Linked DNA regions of Mus musculus: all the other regions are linked to region 3. The links are chromatin contacts, called in public promoter capture Hi-C maps. All regions are on one chromosome and are shown on one strand. The core of a region is the stretch at or near the end of the contact, and the rest is flanking DNA. Distances in the headings are between cores, read along the strand shown.

The links. Promoter capture Hi-C pulls out the DNA fragments that hold promoters and counts their contacts.
Region 1: a promoter capture Hi-C map of liver shows a contact between it and region 3, with 2.6 times the contacts expected there. The contact joins the promoter of Tbkbp1 here to the promoter of Abi3 in region 3. A contact is called at or near these places in 3 of 39 promoter capture datasets (the SN4741 cell line and liver), 1 of 115 datasets of contacts at active chromatin or transcription factors (pancreatic cancer cells) and 1 of 9 other capture datasets (liver).
Region 2: a contact with region 3 is called in a promoter capture Hi-C map of pre-B cells, with 2.6 times the contacts expected there. The contact joins the promoter of Mrpl45 here to the promoter of Abi3 in region 3. A contact is called at or near these places in 1 of 39 promoter capture datasets (pre-B cells) and 1 of 115 datasets of contacts at active chromatin or transcription factors (pancreatic cancer cells).
Region 4: a contact with region 3 is called in a promoter capture Hi-C map of liver, with 3 times the contacts expected there. The contact joins the promoter of Osbpl7 here to the promoter of Abi3 in region 3. A contact is called at or near these places in 4 of 39 promoter capture datasets (the C10 cell line, hippocampal neurons, liver and 1 more), 1 of 484 Hi-C or Micro-C datasets (B cells) and 1 of 9 other capture datasets (liver).
Region 5: a contact with region 3 is called in a promoter capture Hi-C map of liver, with 2.4 times the contacts expected there. The contact joins the promoter of Acsf2 here to the promoter of Abi3 in region 3. A contact is called at or near these places in 2 of 39 promoter capture datasets (liver and pre-B cells).

The regions. Positions count from the first base shown.
Region 1 is chr11:97,148,716-97,151,415 of GRCm38.p6, forward strand. Tbkbp1 (TBK1 binding protein 1) reads right to left here and starts at 1,360. Exons shown (of 10, transcript NM_001372531.1): 1 at 1,276-1,360; 2 at 647-900; 3 at 230-352; 4 at 1-18. The coding sequence starts at 871.
Region 2 is chr11:97,314,284-97,316,983 of GRCm38.p6, forward strand. Mrpl45 (mitochondrial ribosomal protein L45) reads left to right here and starts at 1,433. Exons shown (of 8, transcript NM_025927.4): 1 at 1,433-1,656; 2 at 2,464-2,641. The coding sequence starts at 1,591.
Region 3 is chr11:95,841,120-95,844,090 of GRCm38.p6, forward strand. It overlaps Abi3 (ABI gene family, member 3), which reads right to left and starts at 1,320. Exons shown (of 8, transcript NM_025659.4): 1 at 902-1,320. The coding sequence starts at 1,027. It overlaps Gngt2 (guanine nucleotide binding protein (G protein), gamma transducing activity polypeptide 2), which reads left to right and starts at 1,549. Exons shown (of 4, transcript NM_001038664.2): 1 at 1,549-1,676; 2 at 2,693-2,776.
Region 4 is chr11:97,049,382-97,052,155 of GRCm38.p6, forward strand. Osbpl7 (oxysterol binding protein-like 7) reads left to right here and starts at 1,439. Exons shown (of 23, transcript NM_001310509.2): 1 at 1,439-1,572.
Region 5 is chr11:94,600,494-94,603,193 of GRCm38.p6, forward strand. It overlaps Acsf2 (acyl-CoA synthetase family member 2), which reads right to left and starts at 1,293. Exons shown (of 16, transcript NM_153807.2): 1 at 1,150-1,293. The coding sequence starts at 1,277.

The sequences.
Region 1 (2,700 bases), core at 110-2,609, 1.3 Mb after region 3:
CTCCTTACTCTTCTGCAACTGGGTAGGCCCGGAGAGGTGTGCCAGGGTCAGGACCAGCCTTGACAGGGAGCAGAGGGGGCTCCCAACCTCCCCAACCCTATTCCCAATAGAAACAGGAAGCGCTGAAGCTGATTTAGGGAAGGCGGGGGCAGGGCGGGGTTGAGGGCAAAGTGAGGGAAGCAGGAGGCTAAGGGAGTGGGGTTGGCTGGGAAGCGAAGCAAGGGCTTACCTCGTGTTGGAATTGGTTGAGTCGTTGCTGCAGACTGACCTTCTCCACCTCCAGCAGGGAGCCATCCTTGAGTTCATACAGAGGGAAGCCATGCTCCTCTCCAAAATCAGTGATCAGCGGATACTGTGGGAGGGTCGTCCTCTGAGAAGCCTGGCTTCCCATCCCAGGACCGCTCTGTCCCCCAACCCCACTGCCAGCTTCACAGGCGCCTCTCCCCGCCCCCTCCAATGGGACCCACCACTCCAAAGCTGGGCTCCTCCTCCACCCCTGAGATTGGCTGCAGGAGCAGAGCTCCTCATCCCCAAGGCAGCCACTTCTTCAGGGACCAGGCAGCCTCCAGTGCTGGCCACCTCTTGGGACCCTCCTGCCCTTGCAGGCAACTACAAGCTCAGCTCGCCATCACATCTAGGTTCTGACCTTGATCTCATAGACTTTGAGGCGACGGCGGAGGGTGGCATTCTCCCTCTCCAGGCCTCCTAGCCTTTCCTTGATGTCTCCGTAGGCTGTGATGAGGGCAAAGTGGGAGGCAGAACACATGTCCCCTCCCAGGGACGGGTCTCCAGGACCATCCAGCCACACCTCACTGGGCCCCAAGGCCTCTTGGGTCAGGATGCTGATGTCATCTTCAAACATGGACTCCATGGTAAGGGCTTCAGCCCACCCTGGGCCTCCTGAGAGTGCAGGAACAGAGTAAAGAGGACCACCTGCTCTTTGTTCCCAACTCTTCCATGCTGGTCTGAGGAACCTGTGGTAGCTGGGGAGCTTCAGCCAAGAGACAGATCTCACAACTAACTCTCTCTCTCTCTTCTCTCTCAAGTTTCTGCCCTATCCCCTGCTGTGACTGCTTATAGAAGGAAATGGAACCAGATAGACGTCATGAGTGGAGTGGGGGACAACTGATAAACAGGACCAAGGATCAGGGGCAGGGAGGAGAGACCTGTGGACAGATGGGAGGGAGGGCTGCTGTCCCAGCATTGGCACAGCCCAGAACCTGCCTAGACTACTCGGCTTGGTCTCCTCCCCAGACCTCCCTTTTCCCCAAGTACCTCGACAGCCGCCAAGATTCCCATCCCAGGCCTCTGTCGCCTGCTCCTAAGGAAGGCTAGTCCCGCTAGGCAGCCTGGCCTCTGTGGCCCCCGCCCAACTTCCTCCCGCAGGATCCCAGAGTTCAGGAAAAGGAAGTGCCTCCCCAAGTGCGCCGGGGCTGTGGCAACCGTCCAGGCGCAGACCTACAGGAAGTCCTTGGCTGAGTGTCAGAGGCAGCAAACTGGGCAAGGGGGCCTAGGAGAACCGAGACCATTAAGGGAGACTCCAGCTTGTCCTATTGTGCCTGCACTCAGGGAAATGGGGAGCCCTGGGAGGGGGGCAGGAATGACTCAGGGCTCCCAAAACGAGTAGGCAGCGAGGGGGTGCGTGTGTACATCTCCGGGCCCTTGTTTATGAATGTGTGGCTGTGGCTGCCATGTGGGGGGGAGTGTGTGTCTGTGAATGAGTGTAGGTGTGCCGCCGTCAATGAGTGCTTTTGCGGGGCGGAGGACCGGGGTCAGCGCGGAGTTCGGGAGTGACCAGAGGTTGTGTATGTGTGTGTGTGTACGTGTGTGTGCGCGCGCGCGCGTGTGAGCACGCGTGCGTGAGCGTGTGGGTAGGGTGGGCACGTTCGGGCCGAGTGTCACGTGAGGCACTATGGGAATGTCCGAGGTGTGTGCGCGCGCTGGAGCGTGTGTGCGCTCCGGCGAGGGGGCTCGGTCCGAAGGCGCGAGTTCCGACAGTGCAGGCCTCGGGTCCCCCATCCCCCAGCCTCGGCTAAGTGCCGGAGCGACAGACGCGTGTGACAGGTCTGAGTAAGGAGCGTGTGCGCGTGTTTGAAGGGCTGGCCCCACCTTTAACCCTCTCTTGCCCACGCCACCCCTCCCCCTACTCTGCCGACCAGAGCTCACTACACACCCCACCCCCATCCCTGCCCACGATCTCCGGCCATCACCCCCACTCTCGAGGACTCCGTGTCCCCACACACCCCGGCCGTGCGACCCGAGCTGCCTTCCTCCGCATCCTGGGGCCGCGCGCCGAGCGCCCGCGCAGGCTACTGGGGAGGGGGCGCCCGTCCCCGCCTGGCCCCTCCGGCGGCCCCTTTAAGAGCGGCTCTTTAAACCCCCTCGGGCTCGGCGGACAGAAACTGTCGCCCCTCCCCTCTGTGGGGCCGAGACCGCGCAGCCCCCTCCCCCACCGCGGCCGGGCTCCGGGCGGGCTACTGAGCGGCAGCCGCCCCGCAGGCCGGAGGCTGCGGGCAGCGGCGCAGGACCCTTCCCCACTCTGCTCCCGGGCGCAGCGCCCGCCCACCCGCGCCCGGGCCCCGGCCTCCCGCGCCCCAAGCCGCCCCGGCCCGCCGCGCCCCTCCCCCTCCCCCAGCCCGGGCCCCGGCCCGCACTCACGGCTGCCGCGGGCTCCTGCTCGCAGTCGCAGCGCACCCCTCC
Region 2 (2,700 bases), core at 183-2,682, 1.5 Mb after region 3:
GGGCATCAGATCCCCTAGAATTGGATTTACAGGGGCATATGCGTCACCATGTGGATGCTGGGACCCGAACTTGGGTCCTCTGCCAGAGCAGCAAGGACTCTTTTTTTTTTTTTTTTTTAAGATTTATTTATTTAATGTAAGTACACTGTAGCTGTCCTCAGACACTCCAGAAAAGGGAGTCAGATCTTGTTACGGATGGTTGTGAGCCACCATGTGGTTGCTGGGATTTGAACTCCTGACCTTCAGAAGAGCAGTCGGGTGCTCTTACCCACTGAGCCATCTCACCAGCCCAGCAAGGACTCTTAACACCTGAGCCATCTCTATAGTTTCTATTTTCTTTTTTAGTTTTTGTTTGTTTGTATTTTTCTGAGGGAGGGTTTTCTCTGTGTAGCCCTGGCTGTCCTGGAACTCTCTTTGTAGACCAGGCTGGCCTCGAACTCAGAAATCTGCCTGTCTCTGCCTCCCGAGTGCTGGGACTAAAGGGGTGCGCCACCATGCCTCAAATTTTCCAAAACAGCTAATCAAAAGTAACAGTGACCACCTAAGAATCCATCTCAGAGTGAACCAAATCATATTAGGTACTGATAGGGAATTAGCTTGCAGTAGCCGAGAAACTGAGCAGAGGCCAGGCAGACATGGGTTAGGATGTGTTACATAGTCTGTGTGGCTCCAGGATGACCTGGTTATCACACTGGGATTCCTTTAACCACTGAATGTGAAGCGATTTTGGAGTTGTTAAACTCTATGTACCTGACTCTCAGTTCTGCCAATTATTTGTTTAAATTTGAATTACATATTTAGTATCTCTGGCCCAACCATATATGTAAAAGCAGGAATATTTATTGCTTGTGGTGAGGATTAAGTTGATATATGTAAAATGCTTAAATTGCCAGGCGCCTAGTAAACAATTTTGAAATACCAGTTATTACCAAATTTGGTAAGTGGTATTTTTGGAAATGATATGTTTTGGGAAATGACAGATTCTTGTTAACCCACGTGCCTTTTGCTTTTCAGTAATCACAGCGGTCAGCTTCCCTAACGGAAAGGTATGAAAGAATTTTCACATAGAAAACTAGGTTGGTTAAAGGTTTAAGGTTATACTGCATTTTGAGGTCAGAAACACACCCAGAAACTATCATTTTCGCCCTAAATACCTCCAGTGAATTCCTTGTAATGAAAGAAAACACTTATCTTAAAGGCTTCTGATTTCAGAGGGAAGCACTTTTTCGTTTTTTTCACCGATTGTAAATAAGGTGTAACAATGTGTTAAGGAACCAGGAATGCAGCAACCAGAGTCCCACAGAAGCCTCCTGCGCAGGCGCAGCTGGCTCTCCCCGTCTCCGACTGGCGCGTGACAGCCGTGCGGTTTACCCTACTTCCAAAGTGGTTTCATTGCGCACGCGCGAACCCACTGCGCGTGCCCGCGCGCCCCTCCCCTGGAGAGCGTGCGCGTGCGCGCGACTCACCTTTCGGCCTGGGGCGCGCGCCCTGGAAAATTCCACTCCCCAGCTCGCTCCGCCCTCTGCGCCTTTTCTCCGGCTCGGTGATCTGCGGCTAGGCTAGCATCCCGGCGGCCTTTGCGCGAGCAAAATGGCGGCCCCCGTACCTCGGGGCTTGTCCTCCTTATACAGGACTTTGGGATGGTGGTCTCGGCAGGTGGGTAGAAATGAAGCGAATGAAATTTTTAGGGACACAAAGAGGAGGATAGAGTAGAGGGGAATAATCATGCTGTGGGCGTTGCTGAGTTTGGACCATACGAGTCAGACTTCATCTGGAGAAGAATTTGAGGTGTATGCGATCCCCTCTAGACAAGTCTCTCTAGACAGCCTAGACGAGGCTGAGCATTAAGCTTCTTTACGTTAATTCTAGTCTTTGGAGAGAAGATGTTAAAAAGGAAAGTAATGGCTTGGAAGATGAACCAGCTCTTTTACATTCTTAAAAAATTTTTTTTTGAAAAGGATAGGAGTTTTGTCTTATCCTAGAGGGAAAAGGTCACCTGACTTCGTAAAAGTTTATTGGTCAGTTAGGAGCTAGAAGCAATTTGCTTCTGAAAAAGCAAAACAGAAGTGTGGGGGAAATGCCAGGGAGATCTTGTTTAATGCTTTAGTAATAGCATTCCACTCTTTTCAGAAATGGGTTAAGTGAGGTTTACAATTAAACTGAAAGTTCTTTGGCACTAGGACCTCTGCTTTAATCATCTCTGTATACAGTAGTACTGCAGAATGTATTAAAGGAAAGTTTTTACTGTTGATTGATGTGAATACAGGTTATTAATTGGCTTGTGGCAAAAGCCATCCCTAGGTGTTCAAAAAGTAATATCGTTTCTCCATAATAGTCATTTCATAACTCCTGAAGCATTCTTTAATGGGATGTCTTTCTATAAGACTTTGCAAACAGTTTGCTCAAGATAGATTTATCCTTTCCAAATCACCTATACGCTAACTTTTTTTTTTCATCTCCCAGCCCATTCTGGTGACTCAGTCCACAACTGTAGTTCAAGTTAAAACCAAAAGCCGTTTTAGACCCCCAACTCCTGAACCCAAGTACAAAACAGAGAAGGAGTTTTTGGAGTATGCCAGGAAAGCGGGATTGGTCATTCCACAGGAACGGTTGGAGCGCCCTATACATTTGGCCTGTACAGGTAAGGAACTATTTCTGGGATCCTGGTTCAGTTCTCTATTGTCAGAGGTCTGGTGTATG
Region 3 (2,971 bases), core at 70-2,569:
CACACACACACACACTGCTGTTTTCGCATTCATCTACAGGAATTATAGTCTTTGTTTCACATGGTGGCTGTGAGGGTGGGCAATCATAAAGTCCTCTCTGCCCATCTTCCTTCCCCAGGAGTCAATGTTATATGAGCAAGACTACTCCAGGGTGGAGTGGAGCTTAGCTCAGCAGAAGAGGTTTTCCCAGACAGCCCTGGGCTCCCCTCCCAATGCCTTAGAAACTGAAACAAAACGACTTGACACAAACAATGGCCAGGTGAGGTGGTGGGAGCCTGTAGTCCCAGCACTGAGGGAAGGCTGAGACAGGAGGATTGTAAATCTGAGGCCAGCCTGGGCTACAATGAACTCAAGGGCAGCCTGGGCAACAGTGAACTCAAGGTCAGCCTGGACTACAGTGAACTCTAAGGCAGCGGAGGCCACACAGTGAGACGCTGTCTCAAAATCCACACATTGTGGAAAGGTCTGCGGCTGCTCTACAGTGCCTCTCATTTCCCAGCAGCCAGACTGGGAGTCCCCTGCCTCTGCACCACACCGCGTTCTTTCCTCAGGGTCTGCTCCGACTCTCCTCTGTTCCCCCTCAAACATCAAGGGACAAACCCCTTTCCCGTGAGTGGGAAGTGTTCTGGTTCCCCTAGAGCCAGCTTAAAGACAGTCCCGGCACCTGTGAGAGGTAAGGTGTGAGAATCGATTATAGATACAGCGTTATACACATACCCTCTACCTCTGAGGCTATGGCCCGAGAACAAGGGCTATGGCTTTTAGGAAGCTTGGGGATTGCGTTGAAGCCTGAAGATTGCTCAGCCAAGGCAGGAACAGATACCTGTCAGATGACCCTACCAGAGGGACTATGCTGCAGGTCCCTGTGAGGTGTATCCTGACCTGAGCCATCTCCACTTACCTGCAAGTAGTTATCCTCGCAGTAGTTGGCCACCCGTAGCAGGGCGCTGTGGTTGCCCCGCAGAGCCTCCCGGCCCGTGGGGATATCAAACTCCTGCAGCTGCTGTAACTGCTGCAGCTCCGCCATGGCTTGGCCTCGGTGGGGTTCCCTGGGGAGCCTGCTGGGTTTTGAGCCTCACCCTGCCCCTGATTGGCCGCTCTGCCTTCCCTCCCTCTGCTTTTGGTTTCCTCTGCGTGAGAGACTCAAACCTGCCTGTAAAGGGGTAGGCATGCTCATTCCGGGACAAGAGGAAGTCAGACCCTGGGCCCTGGGCCTGGGCCTCTCTGTACCCTGCTCAGGAGAAGGGGGAAACCAGGGGCCTGTTGGGGGCTCGGTCTCTCAATCTCACCAAGCAAAGGAAGCCAAGGTCGGGGCATCTGTGATTGCTCCCTGGTCCTGGAGAGGAAGCTAGTTGATGGGGGGATGGGGTAGTAGAGACAGGAGGAAGGGGCTGGCCTGCTATGGGGGTGGATTTTCCACTCATGGAAGAGGGGAGGAAAGGGCAGAGGGTGGGGGCTTCCTTGGGAAGCTTGGGATGAGTCACCACGGGATTGGGGAGTGGAGGGTGGATAGGATATGGAGATAAGTCATACTGGGGGGGGGGGGGTGGGGCTGGGCTGGCAGTACAGCTCCAGTGGTAAACAGCTCCCGCAGCAGCAAGAAGAATCAGGGTTAGACACCAGGAAGACACAGCTAGAGTTGCTGAATAACTGTGGGCAAGCCTGTGAAGGGTCAGGTAGGAAGTCCTGTGACCAGTATTTGTGCCTAATGATGGTAGGAGAAGGTGAAATTGACCAAATAACTAGTACAGGGACTCGGATCAGCAACAGGAAGGCCTTGGATGTGAGACAACACTGGTCCAGATGGATGTGTGGGCTGGAGGCAGCGCTGGTGAACAGAGCGCTGAGTGCGTTAACCAGGAGTTGGAAAGTCCAATGGTTCTGTCTTAAGCTTGAGTTCAAGGAGGTCCCAGATGTGAGTGGGGGGGATTTGATTCTGCATCTGGGATGGCTTTACAGAGCCCCTCCCCCTCCCAGTCTGTCATCCTCCTGGCAGAAGAGGAACCTCTCTAACCACACTGGTTCCTTAACATTTCCTCAAGAATGTCCCTTGCTATTGGACAAATGTCAGCCAGAGCTCTGCTAAATGTCATAGTGGTGTCAGGTGGTCCTGGGAGAGGCGAAGGGAAGGAGCAGGCTGTAAGGGGAGTGTCGGGGACTGAAGAGAAGGGAGTTCCACACTCCAGGGAGGACACGGAGGCCAAGAAGCAAAAGACATGGCATTAGGGTGGACACGGCCACTGGATACTAACTGTTGAGCATTGGAACTGAGGGTGTGTCTTTATGGAGTGAATGCAGAGTGAGCCTGAAGACCCTTGTGCAGTGAAATTATGGAACCCACTAATGGAAAGCACAGGGGGCTTCAGGAGGGAGAAAGCTAGGAGCTGTTGGCATGGGGAGGAGCAGGCTTGGAGCAGGCTTTGTGATGGAGAGAGACAGGCTAGTGGGGCAGTAGGCTAGAGGGAAGCTGTGGGGCGGGGAGAAGGGGTGTGGTCACTAAAGGAGAGAGGCTGATGGAGTTTGCTCCGGGGGCCCACAATGGAGATGGCCTGTTTTAGAACGTTAGTGTCTGCTGTGGATGAGCGGAGGACTGACTGGGAGGCTCAGCTAGAATCAGGACTTAGCACCCTGAGCTCATGATCAGCTTAGGCAGCAGAGATTTGGCTTTGCCAACCATCTGTTTCATCTGAAGATTTCTCAGCTGATGAGGCGCTAGGAAGTTCAAACACCATTGTGTCTGGGTCCTGGACCGGTGATCTGGAGAGAGCTCTAACAGGTAAGGAGGCCTTGGGGCACTGGGCTGGGATCTAGTTTTAGCATGACTCAGTTTAAGCACCAGGCTGGCTCTCTCATGGTTGCCTGGAGTTTTGATGGTAATAATGTTATTGTCGGAAATAAGAAGACGAAGAAATGTGCCCTGGTCACTAGGCTCCAGGCAGTACGAATGTTTTCCGTGCGTTATTGTCTTTTT
Region 4 (2,774 bases), core at 189-2,688, 1.2 Mb after region 3:
AACTCCTGATCTTACAAAGTTATTGTCTGGGTTATTTCAAGTCCTCTCCAAATTCTCACTTTTCTTCCTTAAAAGCCATCTTCCCTAGTTGCCTGTCCTTCCAAATACTACATCTCACGTGCTTTTCCTTACGAAGGCTGGGGGAACTAGAGTTCTCATGTAATAGGAGCCCTGGGGGCTATGGCAGGAGGCCCTCCCTGAGTCTTGGGAAGTGGCACCTCCCGCCTGTGGCCTGCCACTGTTCTTGATCCTGAGTGGATCAGGGTGAATGTGGAGTGACTCCTTAGCATTCCTTCCCAGACTTGGAGCAGTGCCGCAGCGTCTTTAGTCCTGGACAGTTGGAAGATCTGCAGCAGCTATCCTCTGGCCTGGGCCAGGACCAGCTTCCCACAGTCCCCACCTCTGCAGATGCCCAGGGATACTCAATCATTTAAAAGGCCCTTGAGGCTCTGGATGTCAGAGTAGCTCCTCCTGGTGCCACTTTGCCTCCAGAGGCCTGCCTGGTGCTGCCCACTGCACCCCTCCCTCTTGGGAGGCTAAATCCATGCTGAGGTTTTGAAGGGAGCCCAGACAGCAGGTACTGCTGTGGTGTGTAAGACTTTGATGTCTAGAAAGGTGGAGCAGACGATTGGCCCACATCATCTCTGCAGCCACACAAGAGCCTTCCATCATACCAGAGCCTGCTGGTGCTACCATTTCTCAGGCACCAAACCTGTTAGTCCGTGCTCATCCATTTGGGAATTGTAGGTCTTTCTCATAATGTAATTCTTGATTATTTCAGCAACTGAACACAGTGGGGTAAAGGTGTTTGAGGGTCAGGGGAGGGGCCCCAGCTAGTCTTTGTTTTATAACTGCCAGCCCATGACTGCATAGCTGCTCCCACCTCTCTGCATCTCTGCTCCTAGAGACTTGCTGCACCCATACTTCCTGATTGCCACGGACTGACCTGGTAGGGCATTGCTCTCAATGAGGAGCCTCGGTGGGGCTTCAGCTGTCCCTCTTGCCTGCTGACTGTGCTCCTGGCACAGATTGTCATGTCCCAGAGTATGTGGGGGTGGGGTGGGACGGTGTCTCTGTCCCTTCCCAGTCAACCTGATATCTTTGCTGGTCCAAAATATGCCATCTATTTCAGGTGTAATTGAGAGGCAGGGTGAATAAGGAAATGGCCTTGAGTGTTCACTGGGGTCAAGGCCATGTTAGTCTGAATAAAATCCTTTACCTTCGATGGCTTGAAGCCAGCAGTTGTTCAGTCCTCTGAAGCATGTGGAACTATGCCCAGTGGGGATTGTGCCCCTCATTTCCAAGTCATTTGGTACCACTCCGTCCTTAGTCCTCCCGAGAGCAGGGGGGCAGAGCTGAGCGGCAGCCCGGAGCTTGGCGGGAGGAGGCAACGGAGGAGGGGCAGGTGGGGAGATCCGGCTGGAGGGGAGGCTCCGACGTCTCCTTCCTTCCTGGTTCCTGCAGTAGCTGCTGCAACTGCTCAGTTCTGTGAAGAGCTAGCCGGTGACTCGGAGACAGTCTCAGGCACAGCAGCGTACGGATCAAGAGGCTCTGGCGTCCATGGATCCTGGGGTAAGGGGGCCTTGCTGTCACGGCCTGACATTCCTGGGAAGGCTTCCTCTCCTCTGGAGCTGGTGGGTCTACTCCTCTGGTAAAGGCGCTGAGAATGGGGGTGGTTAAGGGGGGCACTCACCTGTCTCACTCCACCTCTCCTTCCTACCGGTAGATACTTCCCACCTCTGCGGGGGGGCCAGCAGCAAATGGCCAGGGTTCTAGCGGCCAGGACAAGGGCATAGAAATACCCCAGCACCGGAAGAGTTTTGAAACTTTAAATGGCTGAATGCAGGAGTTTCCCCTTGGGCCAGCCTCTTGTAGCCTGGTCCCTTATGCTGTGACCTCCTGGCCACACTCACACTGTCCCTTCCCTGCCCCTTCTGGGCCTCAACTCCTCAGGTGCTTGCTAGCTGCATGAAGCTCTGAGCTGCTTCCCCAGACACAGGGCAACATCACTCCTCCAGTCCCTTCCCCTTCATACACACACACACACACACACACACACACAGCGCTCATGCATTATTGATCTCCTGGCGGAGCCAGGATGGCCAGAGCCGGTGCCAAGGACGCCTGTGGGCACTGCCTCGGGACCTGGGTGGACCACGACATGTTCTTGGCCACCTCTTCTCCCACCCACAGTGTCATAGCCGGTCAGTGCCCTGCTCCTTCTGGGTGGGAGGTTTCTCAGGAACACAGAGGACTAACATGGTAGCAAGGGGCTGGTAAGGCTTTGCAGGGAAGAGAGTCCAAGGTGGGTATTCTCGGCGTGTCTGGGTGTCTGGTGAGAGGAGGCATGGGAAGATGGGACTGTCTCAGGCCTCAGTTTCCCCATGCAGAAAATGGGAGTGAGAACTGACAGCTATAGGGGGCCAGTTAGTAGAAGTTTGAGAACAGTTGTGCCAGAGGGGTGGCAAAGCCACAGATGTAGGCAGAGATACTGGATGGGGAGGCAGCTGAGCTAAGGAGATCTTGCTCACCAAGTCTCTGAGCCCCCCCTCCCCCCTATTTTCTTGGACTCTCTTCTTCCTTCATTCCCCAGCCTCACAAACACAGAGTGTTTCCTGGATTCCTGGGTGCATGTCCGGGACAGAGGCACACATTGGGTGCAGTGGCCACAGTGGGGGTTGGGTTGGGCGTAGCTGCCCAGGCCCAGGGGTGGTCAGGGAACTGGGGGTGTGGGGATGTCATGTGAGTGGAGGATGTGTGTCTCGGTGTGGGAG
Region 5 (2,700 bases), core at 43-2,542, 1.2 Mb before region 3:
TTCCAGCCAAAAAGACATCTTCCAACTTGTCCGTCCAACTTCTTCTCAGGGGGGCTGTCTTTTGATTGGGTGCACAGGGTTTATCTGTTTAGCCCCAACTGTCCTGGAATTTACTTCATAGGCCAAGCTGGCCTTGAACTCAGAAACCCTGGCTCTGCCTTAAAGGTACACACCACTACTCTCATCGGCCTTAGTAGTGTCTTTTAAACTTAGTAGTGTTTTCTGAGACATATTCCTCTTTCTGCCGTGCCTCCACTATTCCTTTCCAAGACCACAGCCTGCACAATAATACGGACAACAGGCTTAGTAGTTTGCCCTTCCGTGCGGTAGAGCAGGATAGGCGATGTGCATACCTACTGGACGCAGAGGATACCACCATTCACCTTGTTGCACAGCCAACTCTCCCAGCTTGGCCTTTCCCCAGCAAGCTCCTGCAGTCCCCTCCGTGTCTGGTCATATTAGATTTATTCAGCCAACTCTCTCCTGCCAACCCCTTTCCCAGATCTTGCACTGAAGACAGATGAAAAAATGGGCCCAGAAGTGGTAATGACTGAAAGGAGGAAGGAAGCCGGGCAGTGGTGGTACAGGTCTTTAGTCTCTGCACTCAGAAGGCAGAGTCAGGCAGATCTCTGTGATTTCAAGGCTAGCCTGGTGTACAGAGCGAGTTTCAGGACAACCACAGCTACAGAGAGAACCCTGCTCCAAAAAGTAGAGGAGGTGGTGGAGGAAAAGAAGGAAGGAAAAGAAAACAAAGGAAGGAAAGATCTGTTATACTCAGTGCCCTGTGGACCCCCAAACGGTCCCCACATTTTTCACGGGAGTTAATACAGCTGAGAGAATGCCCTAGCAGTATTCAGCTCTATTCCTCGGGTGTACTGTTAAAAAGCCTCCACTCCTGGCTCTGTGTACCACATGGGACGCATACAGAATTCTGAACTAGAATTTGAACTCAGCCTGGGACTCCTGTGGCTATGAGCAGCAGCCCCAGATCCCGGGCAGGCCTGGCTTTTCCCTTTGCCTAGGTGGTAGGGTAGTGTGTGTGAGGGCTACCCAGAGTGGGGTCAGCCCCTGCCAAGCACTGCAGAACTCCCAAGTTCCCTTCTCGGGACTGCCCAGCCCCCTCTCTTTTCGGAATGCTGCTCGGGGTACCTGAGAGCGCGGACACTCTGCAACTTCGAGTTCGGCCGAGGGCGAGAGAGCAGCGTCCGGGGGCCCCGCGCCCCCAGGCTCGCGATACACAGCCTCCCGAAGCGCAGCATCCCGTGATAGACAGCCATGGCTCGCTTCCGCCGCGGGTCCGGGCCGGGAGTAAACTTTGAAAGTGAACGAGGCGAGGGTAATTAAGAAGCGGACGGGGAGGCGGGAGGGTCGCTCTGCCTATGGGGTGAGGAGGACTGGGTCCCCGCGGGGCGGGGCGGGGCGGGGCGAGGAGAGGCCGGGAAGTGGCGACTCGGTCCTGGCCACCTTTGCGTGGGAACTGCAGCCCTTCAAGCCCGCCCTCGAAGTCCCGCCCTTGTCCCCCCTCCCCCTCCCGGGGCTCCCAAGACCGGCTCTGCAGCACAATACAGGGCCTTCCTGCAATCATCACTCTAACTTTGGAGGGCCTAAGAGTTTCATAAACGGGAAAACAATCAACAGTCTATATAGAGCCAGATGACAATGCCTGGACTGGTTGGTCCCACGTGCCCAGTAGGGCTTGGGTCACGTGGGGACTTCCTGGGTGCTGAGCTACAGGCCAAAGGAATCTGCCCCGAGTGCCCCTGAGGCCTGCCAACTGGAGCAGAGGGCCTCTGGGGAGAGGAAAGGTAGTTGGGACCTACCGCTCTGATGGGTAAACCCCTCTGTATTCGGAGACCTCCGGGGACCAAGGTGCTAGTCTGGCCAGAGGCTAAGAGTCAGCTTTACTTCGACCTTGCATCCTCCCCACGACTCTGAGAAGAGTACCAGGTAGACAAGATTAGGTGGCATCAGGGACGCGTCTGTTGTATCCTACCTTCCCTCTTTCTGCTCTAGCCTGAAGCCTTAAACACAATTTCCTCAGCTGCTCCCCTAGGCTCCAAAGGACCCTGACTTTGTGACTCAACCCTCTAGCTGTGCCCTTAGGAATGTATTCTAACGTCATCCAAGGAGGATGGGTGACAAGATCTACAAGAGGTGAGTGCTCAGGCTGTGCGCTGGGTGTCCAAAGATGAGTACACTAGTCCTCCACTTTCTAGCTCCTCGTTGTCCTGAACGATCTGGGAAAGAAGAGAAGAAAGGCCCCCGGCCGGGTGGCTTCCCTTCTCCTGACTTGGAATGAAGAAAGCCAGGCAGAGGAACAGTTGGCGGAGGGTGGAGGTTAGCCTGGTGAACCTTTGCCTTGATCTGGTTCAGCTGGGGTCATGACTAATACAGCTACTCCTTCTCTGATCTCCAGAGTGACCAGATATCTCTCTCTTTCTCTCCCTCTCCCTCTCCCTCTGACAGCTTTTTGGAAAGAATCTGTGTTCCGTTGGAGAACAAGTCAAGAGGAGAGACTTTGAAAAGCTGGGCTTGAAACGGCATGATGCCCTCCAAATCAAATGTATACAGTGGTTTCAGACAGCCAGGCCCAGGGAGTGAAGGGTGCTGACTGGTATCCCAAGTTCAGGAGCCAAGCCCTGCCTTGAAGGCTTGGTGGATGACCCTGGACAAATCGTTGATTCCTTCTAGATAAATAAT